Regions from separate parts of the Sus scrofa genome. Here region 2 is linked to region 1. A link is a contact called in public Hi-C data. All regions are on one chromosome and are shown on one strand. Each heading gives the region's core, a stretch centred on a gene start, on an enhancer-like site or on the middle of the called end of the contact. The rest is flanking DNA. Distances are from core to core; before and after follow the strand shown. Region 1 has its middle 22 kb from the start of ERICH6. Region 2 has its middle 33 kb from the start of SIAH2.

The links. Hi-C and Micro-C count contacts between places; a contact is called where the count stands out from the background.
Region 2: a contact with region 1 is called in a Hi-C map of fetal liver, with 1.7 times the contacts expected there. The contact joins two enhancer-like sites. A contact is called at or near these places in 1 of 5 promoter capture datasets (liver), 8 of 47 Hi-C or Micro-C datasets (alveolar macrophages, blood, embryonic fibroblasts and 5 more) and 1 of 2 datasets of contacts at active chromatin or transcription factors (skeletal muscle).

The regions. Positions count from the first base shown.
Region 1 is chr13:90,935,301-90,939,157 of Sscrofa11.1, reverse strand. No RefSeq gene overlaps it. Among named protein-coding and RNA genes, the nearest start is that of ERICH6, 22 kb to the right of the region's middle. Within about 2 kb of position 2,282, at least 20 of the 83 cell types and tissues checked have an H3K27ac peak or open chromatin away from gene starts, as enhancers often do. A contact at or near this core is called in fetal liver, where this site is marked.
Region 2 is chr13:91,002,837-91,006,483 of Sscrofa11.1, reverse strand. No RefSeq gene overlaps it. Among named protein-coding and RNA genes, the nearest start is that of SIAH2, 33 kb to the right of the region's middle. Within about 2 kb of position 2,008, at least 2 of the 83 cell types and tissues checked have an H3K27ac peak or open chromatin away from gene starts, as enhancers often do. A contact at or near this core is called in fetal liver, where this site is marked.

The DNA of each region.
Region 1 (3,857 bases), core at 1,033-3,532:
AGATAAGGCTACAATCACTGGTGTACTGCCGCTGACACATACCAGTGGTGAGACAGAATTTTTTAAGGCTTCTGGAGATCCAGTTGATACCCAGCTCTTACTTAAAATTAAGTTATACTGGTGTTCCCATAGTGGCTCAGTGGGTTAGGAGCCTGACACAGACTCCGTGAGGATGCAGGTTCGATCCCTGGCCTTGCTCAGTGGGTTAAGGATCCAGTGTTGCCCTGAGCTGTGGTGTAGGTTGAAGATGGGACTCAGATCTGGTGTTGCTGTGGCTCTGGCATAGGCCGGCAGCTGTAGCTCCAATTTGACCCCTAGCCTGGGAGCTTCCACGTGCAGCAGGTGTGGCCTTAAAAAATAAAGAGAAAAAAGTTTAAGTTATACCAATTTATAATTAAATAAATTATATTCAAAACAAAAATACTGGAGTTCCCGTCGTGGCGCAGTGGTTAACGAATCTGACTAGGAACCATGAGGTTGTGGGTTCGATCCCTGCCCTTGCTCAGTGGGTTAACCATCCGGCGTTGCCATGAGCTGTGATGTAGGTCGCAGATGCGGCTCGGATCCGTGTTGCTGTGGCTCTGGCGTAGGCTGGCAGCTACAGCTCCGATTAGACCCTTAGCCTGGGAACCTCCATATGCTGCGGGAGCGGCCCAAGAAATGGCAAAAAGACAAAAAGACAAAAAAAAAAAATTAAGTATTCACACTTGCCAATTATTTTGCTACATCTAACTACTATCTAGGATGTTATGGTTATTTATGTCTATTGTAGCTATATGTTGGAAATACCATAAAAGGTGAGCTCTGCCTTTCTCTTCCCGCATCTGCATCACTCTCAGTGGGTTTTTTTTTTTTTTTTTTTTTTTTTTTTTGGCTGCACCTACGGCATGCAGAAGTTCCTGGGTCCTGGGCCAGGAATGGAACCTGCGCCATTGCAGTGAAAACACGGGATCCTTAACCCACTGAATCACCAGGGAACTCACACATCAATTACTGAAACCAGGCATGGTAGGAGTATTTATACCAAAGAAAATGGCGAATGCTACAAATTGGGGCTTGATTTTATTGTCTTGTTATCCAGACTTAAGAAATGAAGGAGAAAGTGTTAATAGTTCAGCTTTCACTTAAAAATGTCACATTTGGGATCTACTACATTGCAAAGAGGAGGAAAAAAAAAAGCGATGAAATATTTTCCCAGGATTTAAAAACTCATACCCAATTCAGCAAAGACGTCTCATCATTGATGACAAAAGACGAACTAGTGAAATTCTGACAAATGCGTCTGTTGCTTCACTTTAACCTTGATGATATCCACAACAGCCATGTCTTAACACTCTCATTCATCAATTTCAACCACAGGTTGGCCACAGACGGAAGAATTCAATAAGAAGAAATGAAAACATTCTGAAGGAATCAACTGCCTAGATAGAATTTACAGTAGAGAACACTGTTTTTTTGTGTGTGTTTTGTTTGTTTTTTGGCTGCACCAGCGGTACGTGGAAGTTCCTGAGCCTGGGATCAAACCTGCATCGCGCCAGTGACCTGAGCCCCTGCAGTGATCTTTAACCCGCTGCACCATAAGAGAACTCTGTATTTGAGGCTTTTTAATTTGTAAATTGTGTGCCCTATGAGTCATTGACATCAGTAAGATATTTATACTACATATGCCTATAATACATTTACTTTTGAAGACCGGTTATTAAACATTTATTGGCTACCAGCACGCAAACCAATTTCAGATCAGCTTAGGGACCAGACAGAGGAGAGAGAGGCTTCTCAGGGCAGCCAAATCGCAGAAAGGAATGGAAAGAATTCAAAATCATTCTGCTCTAGAATTCAGAGTCAGCCAGGCTGGAAGCCAGGAATTCCTTTGTATTTATATCGACGGTTACTTGATTTATTGTAGGTGAGTCTAGCTCTCCATTCATGGTACTGATGCAGTTTCCTTTGCAAACAAAATTGTTTACAGCACCCCCAAAAGTGTCATCTTCAAAAAAAATATTAAGTAAATGATAATGCAGGCAATCCACAGAAGTGGTAAAAATTCTAATGGCAGCTTGAATGGCTCTGCTTTTGGAAACACAAACTCAGTGACCAAGAACCCAGCCTTGGGAAGTGTACATCTGAGCTCAAGGGCAGACACCTCTAGTGACACTGGCTTTGTGAACTTAGGGCCCCCATGAGCCTGGTCTGGGCCTGGCCTCCTCCCTGATCCAAACCCGGCAATGCCCTCAACTTCCTCCCCCACCCCTACATGTGCCAAAACGTAAATATTCACACTCACACAGCACTTTTCCTTCAGTAATCGCCTCCCCACAGCAGCCAGCACACTCTCTGTGACTCAGCTCTCTGAGCCTGTCTCCAAGAGTTTTAGTTGGTTCCTGCAGGAAGCCAGCTGCCCCAGCAGCAGAAGAAAAACCCACCGCCACAGGTGATATACTGAGTTTTGCTCTTTTATCTTTTATTTTAATCTTCCCCAGGAGCGCTCAGAGGGCACTTTTTGGATTGCTAAAATAAACTCTAATAGATAAATACAGTGAAACATTGGCTGTGAGAGTCTTCATCCCTAAGTATTACTTCAGGGTGAATCAAACAGCTCACGATATAAATAAAAAGGCCTGATGCTTCTCCAGGGGTCCTTCAGCTCTGGCCCCACAGAGGCCTCAGTGACAAGCACCTGGCCCTGCACTGGGCACTCAGCAGGAGAGGCCTCCCTCCTCCCCTCACAGAATGAGGGGGGCCAGCTGTCACATTCTGTGCACCATGAGACTGGGTGGCCCCACAGGCCTTGTCACTCTGCTTTCTGTGTTGGGCTGCTCTGCTCTGCAAGGAATGGCAATCTGTCAAGGCTTCAAAGTGACAGGCATTTATTGTCACAACAGCCATAGCCACATTAGCCAGCGGTGGTGCTGGACGGGCTCCATGGTCTGCCCCTCGGCTCCTCACCCTTTATAGTCTGCCCTGGGCCCTGGCAGGCTGACCTCTGGCTTCTGCACCCACCTAACTGGCCTCCATCTGGACTCGCTGTTGGTGGGTAGAGGCAGGAGATCAGAGCGAGGGAGGAGAAGGCCTTGGGGGTGTGTATCCCCTCCACTCCTGCCCTGCAGGCTGGCCCCCAGCTATACTCCTGGCCACAGCCCACAGTTCCTGTCTGCACCTTTTCCTGTGACTGCTGGGTAGCTGGCAACTGCCAGCTTCTTTCACCCCTTCAGGCCCAAGAATGGAAACGGCCCTGCAGGTACAGCCCCAGGGTGCTCCACGATCCTGTCAGTGTCCCAGCATCTTACCCACATCTTTCTAAATGGTCCCTCACACCTGCCTTATTTACCCAACTGGGTGCCCAGCCCAGACTGCCACCCGTGAATAGCACACTTAATATGTGCCAGGCTCCTTTCTGCATTTTGTATCCATTAATTCAGTCCTTTCAACAACCCTCTGATATAGACACCAGTATTAGCCCTGTTTACAAAGGAGGGAACTGGAGCATAGAGAGGTCAATTACTTGCTGACCTTATACAACAGTAAGTGGCAGGGCCAGGATTCAAACCCAAGCAGGGCAGTGCCTGCCAATACACCATCAGGATGTGTAAAGGACCAGGAAAGTGAATGTGTCTATTTTTGCTTCAGGAAGCACAGGTTTCTGGAGTCTGGCATGTGGCTTGAGAAACAGAAAGACCCTCCAGGCCCCTCTGGGGATACCATGGCTCCCACTTGTGAGAAAGAAAATATCACCTGCCACATCAGTAAACAAAGGATGTCACAGTCATCAGTGATAGCAGCCAACTTTGATGTAGGTGAGCCCTGAGGGAACTTGGGGTGGACACTAAGAATACCTGCCATCTAGTGGCCATCAGACT
Region 2 (3,647 bases), core at 759-3,258, 68 kb before region 1:
ATTTATTCCTACACAGAGAGTTTGAATTTTGTGTTCACATATAAACAGAATTATACTATGTTCAAGACTCTACAATTTCCTTTTTTCACTCAGTTTGCCATGGATATCCCCTAGAACAGATCACATAGATCTAGTTCGTTCATTTACACTCACTCTAATTACGGATATACCAAATTATATTTATGCCAATATATATTCTATTGAGGGGTATTCAGGAGGTATCGCGATTACATTGTTTTGCCGCTAAAACGTGTACAGAAGCATCCTTGATTATTTATTACATTCTCCCACTTTCATATCTGAAGAATATAGTCTCCAAAATGAGATGTGAGGCAATACTATATATTTCTAATTTTAATAAATATTATTATACTATTTCCCCCAAATAGTAACAATTTACATTTTTAGCTATAGTATGAGGTGGCCTGGTTTTCCCTTCCCACCACAGCACTGTAAGTTATTAGCCATTTGCATTTTTGCCAATTAATGAGGACAAAATGGTATCCACATTGTTTAACTTGTGTTTCTGAATGCTAGTCAGGTGATTCATCTCACTCTTTTTTTTTTTTTCCTTAAGGCCATACCTGTGGCATTTGGAGGTTCCCAGGCGAGCTACAGCTGTCAGCCTACGCCACAGCCACAGCAACACGGGATCCAAGCTGCATCTGTGACCCACACCACAGCTCCTGGCAACACCAGATCCTTAACCCACTGAGCAGGCCAGGGATCGAACCTACAACCTCATGGTTCCTAGTCAGATTCACTTCTGCTGCACCATGAGGGGAATTCCCATCTCACTCTTCATTAAACTTTAGTTAGTAGGTCAGACTTTTACTCTGAACAGATAATATGCTCATGAGAAAAACAGAGTTGGGTGAAATCTCTAGCAAAGTAACATGGAATGGTTGTCTAGAATATCATTTTAGCCAGAATCCAATCAGTGCCTAAAACTAGTCCAAACTTTGGCCATTGTGTAGTAACACGTTAACCCCATTTGAAGGAAGACTCTCAAAACCCTTGCAGAGCCTGTCTAAATGCAAACAAACAAAATCACCACAGACAGGCGAGATGACTGCCAAGTTCAACATAAACACGTTTGTGTTTTGTTTTTTTGGCAGCACCACTGGAATGTGGAAATTCCCCAAGCCAGGCATCGAACCTTTGGCACAGCATCGACCAGAGCCAGTGCAGTGACAATGCCAGATCCTTAACCTGTTGCACCACAAGAGAACTACTTAAACATGCTTTTGACACCTAGGCATTGCCAAACCTGAAACAGAGGCGAAGTTGATCTTGACTGCCTGAAGCATGGGATTGAAAAGCATTCTGAAGCCCATCAGGGCTCAGGAGAAGAGAGATTGAGTAGGCACGGTTGCCACATGTACCAAGGGCACAAGAATCTGGAGGGGGCATGTACCAGGGGAAGCCCTGATACTGCCCTCAGGTGGGGAAGAGTGGGACTGGCGGCAGGGGCTCTAGGGTGGCAGGAGCTCTTTTGATCTGGGTGGGAGGCAGGAGGGCACCCTCAACACCAGCCCCTCCCCACTCCTCCTCACAGATGCTGCTGGGATCAGCATGACCCTACTCCCTTCCCACCCTGCCTCCCCTTCCTTGACCCTTTCTCATTTAATCTGGAAGTCACCTGAATTAAAATATTATGGGAAATGGAGGGAACTTCGCGATTTTCCCCACCCTAAGTCCACCAGGAATGGCCAGACAGGTCTGGTAAAGGGGAAATTAAACGATATTTGAAAATCTGCAGAGAAGAGAAATTGTAGGCAAGATGACAGACATAAAATCTATGGTTCTCTTCAGAGAATTGGCTTCCAAACCAGAAAACACAACAAAACAAATAAAAAACATCTCATTGCTAAAACTTAAAATGCCCATTTTTCAGCTCCATCCAAGAGAGTGTACATCTTTCTCTCTGGAAAACTCCAGCTGGCCAGGCACCTCTCCTCCCTACCCCCACGCTTTTCTCCCCAAACTGTGCTTCCCTTATCAGGACACCGCTGACCCCTAGTGGCCACGCCGCCTTCAGCTGTACCAGACCAGCTGCCTTTATTTGCTGGCTGGTCAAAATGCTAATTTGCTGACAGGTAAGCTTCACTCCCTTTGAAAAACTGATGTTTGTAAATTACCACAGTAATGGGTCCCCAACTTGAAGAGGGTCTTCAAAACAAATAAACTTCAGAGAAACTACCAGAGAGGCCTAAGCATCAAAGAACACAAGCAATCCTTTGTCCAGGGAGAGTGCTACATGGCATTTCTCCTGAATCGATTTCCTCCGTGACCATAAACTCAGGTTTAAAAGCCCCGAGGTCTGTCTTTTTTAAAAAAGAGTAAGCAGGAGTTCCCGTCATGGCGCAGCGGAAACAAATCCGACAAGGAACCATGAGGTTGCGGGTTTGATCCCTGGCGTCGCTCAGCAGGTTAAGGATCCGGCGGCATTGCTGTGGCTGTGGCATAGGCCCGTGGCTACAGCTCCGATTGGACCCCTAGCCTGGGAACCTCCATATGCTGTGGGTGCGGCCCTAAAAAAAAATAAAATAAAAAGAAGTAAAGAATTTCATCCAACATAAGGAAGCATCCATGTGTCCACACAGCCATCTGAACTCATCCTTCTTAAGGCTTGGTGAAATAGGAAAGGCTAAAACCAGAATATTTTCAGTCTTGTAAAGCATGTGTGTCTTGTGGCCGATGTTGCCTAAATTAGTTCTAAATGGTGAGGAAAGGCAATGGGAGTTTGTGGGATTGTGGAATATTTTAGTTCTTAGTTCTATTTCATGAAGCATTCAGCAAGGGGTAGAAAGAAATGGAACACTGAGGCGAATGGTTTTGACTGAACCACACTGAGGTCTCCTCCAGAGCCTGCCTCCAAACCCCACCCTGCCCTGGTCAGATCTGACTCAGAACCAGATGGGCTAAGCCTCCAGAAGAGTTTCAGAAGTCACAGCTGAGGAAATTTACGGTGGACAGGGGTTCCTAGTAGACACACGTAGACACACACACACACACACACACACACACACACACTCACACTGGCCTCAAGTCCTAAATGGCTTTCAAAAGTAGGATGACCCCATTTTAAAAAGCACAAAACATCTGAAAAGACATTGGACAAAAGACAATATAAGGAGGGCGAATAAGCATATGAAAAGATGCTCAGTACCATTTATCATTAGGGAAGTGCAACACAATAAAGTAGTATTGGACTATATCCTCAAGTATAAAATAAATATCCACAAGTCCACACTGATATAAATAAGTGGTGAAAAAAATAAATTGGGAAGAATAGACAAATCTCGAATGATGAAGAATTCCAAATAATTTACGTCAATAACCCCTGGTTAAGGAGACAGCACAACCTCTCACTCATTCAGTGTGGGCTGCACGTAGGGAATGCCTTCCAAAGTGTGGAAAGGGGGAGAAAGGACAGGACATGTGACACACTGGACCCACCTCCCCAAAGCAGATGGTGAAAGTTAGCATCCTCAGCGACAAGATGTACTGGTAGTGTAGACCCTTGACAAGAGGTGATGAAAATGGCACTTTACTGCTGTGATCTTCTTCCCCAAAACCCATAATCCCAGTCTGATCATGAGAAGAACATCAGACGAATGCCAGCTGAGGGACATTCTACAGAA